Regions from separate parts of the Danio rerio genome. Here region 2 is linked to region 1. The links are chromatin contacts, called in public HiCAR-type maps. All regions are on one chromosome and are shown on one strand. Each heading gives the region's core, a stretch centred on a gene start, on an enhancer-like site or on the middle of the called end of the contact. The rest is flanking DNA. Distances are from core to core; before and after follow the strand shown. Region 1 overlaps tes (testis derived transcript (3 LIM domains)). Region 2 holds the start of cav1 (caveolin 1).

The links. HiCAR-type assays count read pairs that join an accessible place to other places.
Region 2: a contact with region 1 is called in a HiCAR-type map of caudal fin, with 5 times the contacts expected there. The contact joins the promoter of cav1 here to the enhancer-like site in region 1. A contact is called at or near these places in 9 of 18 Hi-C or Micro-C datasets (caudal fin, embryo, fibroblasts and 2 more) and 1 of 4 datasets of contacts at active chromatin or transcription factors (caudal fin).

What each region holds. Positions count from the first base shown.
Region 1 is chr25:19,492,766-19,495,430 of GRCz12tu, reverse strand. It overlaps tes (testis derived transcript (3 LIM domains)), which reads right to left. Exons shown (of 7, transcript NM_205720.2): 7 at 2,257-2,665. The coding sequence ends at 2,570. Among named protein-coding and RNA genes, the nearest start is that of tes, 24 kb to the right of the region's middle. Within about 2 kb of position 1,295, at least 17 of the 62 cell types and tissues checked have an H3K27ac peak or open chromatin away from gene starts, as enhancers often do. A contact at or near this core is called in caudal fin, where this site is marked.
Region 2 is chr25:19,558,906-19,561,570 of GRCz12tu, reverse strand. cav1 (caveolin 1) reads right to left here and starts at 1,343. Exons shown (of 3, transcript NM_212651.1): 1 at 1,100-1,343; 2 at 309-476. The coding sequence starts at 1,135.

The sequences.
Region 1 (2,665 bases), core at 46-2,545:
TTAGGCTAGACTGTCTACCTAATTATCAGATAACCTATCTATTAAACTCTTCCCAGCAAACAATTTTGTGTTTAATAGACATCTAATATACATCTAAATGTAGATAAGACTTTATTTGCGTAATCTTTCATTTCTGTTTATTTGATGACTAGTCTAGTTTTGGCCTATTGTTAGACCTAGATTATCGCTGACAGCCCAAATTTAGCCTTGTTTTAGCCAAGACAAATAGGTTTAGACGTCCATTAGACGTCTATTAGACATCTTTTAAAAACAAAAAATGCTTGCTGAGTTCATGCATTCATCCACCCGTCCGACACCTATATTCATCAATACGACTATCTTACCAACAATTCTTCTGTCTACTCGACTCTCTATCAAACTATGCAACAATCTATCTATCAAATATGCATCTATCCAACTCTTCATTGCAGTCTATCCGAGTGTTTTTGTAACTATTTGACTGTCTATCTGACTGTGTATCTGATTCAAGTACAGCAGTCAACATTTGAAATGGATCAAAACAGTTCATCAAAGTTGTCAAAGACAAGAAAGGGTGTTGATTTTGATTTTAGGACAACTTTGATGAAAGCTTTGATCCACTTCAATGTTGACTACTGTTTATCAGACTATGACTCCAACTTTCAATCAAGCTTATCTGTCCATCCACCAGCCCATCCATTTATCCATCCATGCATCTATCTATCTATCCATCCATCCATCCATCTATAGCAAATATGACTACATACCTGACAATTTTATTTTTTATTCAATTGGCTGCATGCCCCTTTATAGTGTGCCTACACCATATTATTTTACAATAACATCAGTACACAATGGACCAGTTGAGTTTCCACATGCTTATCTAGGAACATTTTCTCAGCTAAAGGCCAGATAAACATGACCACGAACCATGACCATGAGGAAGGGGGGGTTCATGCAAAACAAATGCCTTATTCAAAGACTAAAAAACACCACGTTGGACACCAAGCCAGAAACAGGGTCATATTTCTCTATACTGTCATTATAAACATTCAAGCACAACAGTTTTAGTGACTACCAAGTGTTATGGATCCCATCACATTTTTACTGTCACCAATAAACTCCTCTGGGGATTTGGATCTTCGCCCTGGCCTGTCTTGACTCTTCATGTGTGGGACTTGTGTTATTATTTCGCCAAGCAGCAGCAGCAGCAATGCTTGTGCATCTGGGTTTCATCACCCGAGGGGAGCTACAAATCAACAGATCATTTCTAGTTGCACCGTTAGCGCTAAAGGGGGAAAACAAGCGCTAAGAAGGCAAGCGTCTAAGCAAGAGCGCTTCGTGTTTGGCAGGGAAAGCACCATGTAAATAAATTCCTGACATTGAAGGAAAGAATTCCCTGCTGGAAATCTCCACCCTTGTGTGGCGCGAGGTGAGGGGAGGTGAAGCTGCCGAGCCCCTCGTGCGACTGCGGACGCTTACGATTGGAGGAAATGACGGTGTAGTCTTAAGTTCGCAGCCATTAGAAACAATGGAACCGGGCTTCCTTGAATTGTGCAAGGTTTCCACTGCTAAGTGTAAGACAACACAGAGAGGATTAGCTTTTCCCTAATAGTGGAGGCCTAGATTGGAATTTTTCAATGGTGTGAAATGGTCAAGACGTTAACATGAGCGTAACACCTGTCCCTTGAGATTCCCAACCTGTACGTCACAAAGAATATTTGTATATTTCTGACCCTGAACCACAAAAGCAGTCTTCAGTTGCATGAGTTTATTTGTGGAAATAGCCAATAATATATTGTATGGGTAAAAAAAATTTAATTAAATAAATTAATAAATTTTAATAAATTAATAATTTATACCATAAGCAATATTCAATTGTCAATCATAATCATATAGTGACTATATATATATATATATATATATTTTTTTTTTTTTCATATAATCATATATTCAATCATATTCAACTGTGTTTATTTTCAATTGTTTATTCCAAAAATAATTAAAAATATCAAGTAAATCTGTTCTTTGAAGTCATTTAGTAAATCTCCAACAGTAAATATATCAAAACTTAATTTCTGATTAGTAATATGAATTGCTAAGATTTCAATTTGTTTAATATTTAGATTTAATTTTTTGAACCCTCAGATTTCAGGTTCAAAAATGGTCATATCCTACCAAAACCATACAAAAAATCTACACTTATGACTGGTTTTGTGTTCCAGGGTCAAAATATGCTTAATATGAAAACACAAAAAGAATTAAAAAAAAACCATATTACTGCAAAACATTTATTGGATTACAAAATGACAGGCACGAAAACAACTATAAAGTGCAATTTTAGACCTAAAAATGGAAAATGTAATATTGTTTTTTTCAGTAGCCCAAATAAATACTATTGCTTCCTTTTATTAATACAAAATTATTATTATTATTAAAGATGCTAACACTATAGATCATGAATGATTACTTGGAATAACATGAAAATGTATATTGGTCAAACTAATTCATTAATTACTTGATAAAAAGTTAGCAGTATTGACTGCATTAGATACTGGCTTGAGGTGGACTTTCCCAAAAAAAGTAGACTTCAGGAGGCTGAGATCTTCTTCTTGCACTCAACGGAGCAGATCAGCTTCCCTTGCAGAGCCATGAATCTCTGACCCATCAGGCACTTGGAGCAGCC
Region 2 (2,665 bases), core at 94-2,593, 66 kb before region 1:
ATGGGAAACTATTGGGATAAAATGGTCTTACTTAGCAGTGTGTATAAACTGCAATGCACTTTAAAGACTTTTCTGAATTATAAATTAAATATAACAATGAAGGATTTGCTTTTATCTGTCCATACAAATTATATTTGCTAATATCAAGTATGCAGTTATGAATATCACATATACTAAACAATAACCTGTGAGATTCTTATTAACGTTTCCATGCAGTTAAACAAATGTCCTCATTATTTATATTTTAAATTTAAATTGAATACCCAACAATTAAAAAAGTTGCATGAACCAGACAAAGTTTGTCCTACCTTCACCACATCGTCATTTAAATGCTTTGGGTCTCGGTTGACCAGGTCAATCTCCTTGGTGTGGACATCCTGAAGTGTCTTTTCGTTGATGCTGTCGTTATCCATTTCTTTATTGTTTGGTTTGTAAATGTTCCCCTGTTTCCTGATAAACGGCGAGTGAGCGTATTCCTGCGGTTCCAAAGAAAACAGAAAATGAAGTTCATGAGCGTGGAGTGGGAGACTCGGGCGCAACTCAGCACAGCCCTGGCATGGGATGGTTTTAAGCGGATAGAAATGAAGCACCACACCCCTCTGGAACACAGTGGCGCATCCCGCCACACGGAGGCGCCATTTTACATTATGCGCCTGTTGTGCTCCCTTTTTATTCCGCAGCAGAAAATATGAAAATGCGCTCACTGCTGAAAAATCTTGTTTTTAGTTCGTGCTTAAATTATATTACTGTAACAAAATTGTTTAGACGCAGTTTCCCTTTATAAATATGTGTATTGATAAAGTACTTCTATTTCACCTGGATTAATGAGCAGTTCATATTTTCATAGCCTAGTATTATTTTATTCAGCTGTGTTTGTGAAAGTGTTGCGAAAGGGAGGCTTGCAGTACAAATACGTGCCAGGAAAAGATAAGACTTCAAATCTGCCAATAATGTAGCAAGTGTCAACACTGCCTCCGTTTGTTGATAAACCATACAAAAGGTTTGCAAATAAGTAACTAAATTAAATTTTGCTCTGTATAAAATTAATTGTCATCAAAAGTAAAAGATTTCTGAGGTAAAATAGGGGTGTTCTTCTTACCTCTTCAGGTGTCCCGTCCTTGTATCCGCTAGTCATGCTGTCCCGTGCCTGAAGTGCGATCAGATGAGTGTGAGGAAACAAGACAATCAGTACAGAGGAAGCAGTGTGGGAGGCGTGGGGATATTGCTTTCTGTGGGGAGTTTTTTTTCCCTTAAAACAGCCCTCTCTTCTGCATGCTAAAGTCCCATCAAGCTTTTATCTGAAAGCTAGTTTATCTCTCTTGAAGACTCTCACGGCACAGAGTGGGAGTTTCTCCCAGTCACTGAGTTTGTGTGTTGAATGAATGAGGAACCCTCCATTAGCCTGCCAATCACACAGCTACGCAGCATTAGTGGTTGGGGATTTTGACGTGATTTTTTCCCAAATGGGAGGCACATCTGGGCATTAGACCAACTTTTCCTGCACGATTGCCATGTATGCTAACAGGAACATGCACTCTTTTTTTCATTAGCAGTTTTAAAATTGTGTTACAGTAATGCTAATCAAAATAAAGCAACCCTAAGCATTACACTTCATTTTTTTTTTTTGCTCGTTTAAACTACTTATTTAAAATGAGTGGAAACAACACAATTCTTGAGATTTCATTGGGACAACGTTTTTTTTTTTTTGTTCAATCCACATAAATCTGTTAAAAGTGTTAAGTTAATTTAATCAATTTGTGTTGGGACAACATGAACGAATTGTGTGGAACCCTGCATTTTTACAATGTTTGAAGGTTGTTTAGAGACAATATATATATATATATATATATATATATATATATATATATATATATATATATATATATATATATATATATATATATATATATATATATATATATATATATATAAAGCAAATCAAACTATTTTTAACCAAAGTAACCTAGTCAGACATAGTCACCCTACTATTGAAGTTTGATCTGTGCCAAAAGTCGACTGATGGTAGCTTCATTTGCCCTTATTGACTGTCATATTCACATAACATAGGTATAGGTTGATTGTGTTTTCTATGTTGTATTGTTCCTACAGAACAAGAAAAAGTTCAACAGAACATGACAATGTAACACAAAAATTGAAATAATAACTGAAAAACTAAAAACAAAAGGAAATACAAACATTAACATATAGTTATTTACCTCAACAAGTGGGCAGTTACTGTACATAAGGACAGATGTAGTTTACAAAGCAGTCTATTTAATTTTGTTACAAAAAATTGTGGTGCATATTAAAATTAAACCTTTAAATGTATGAAGCACTACTGACACTCAATGTCAGATTTTCCAATTCAGAATATCCATTAAAATATGTTTTACTATTGAACTTTTTGCACTTCGGATGTATAAACCTAAAAGGTAACTACACTGAGGTCTGTTTGCATATTAAAAGGTTCCTCGAGGCAAGACTTGCACTTCAGTTTGGAATGTTTTGAACAACACTGAAGCTGCAGGTTCTTGTTTTTCTCATATTTGCCTTACTTACGTATCATTTGCTTGACTTACCTATACATCTTTTTAGGAGGCATTTATTACACCTAACAAATGTTTGTATTTCTAGGTCAGATGCTGGCAAAGCGAGGGTTGTGACA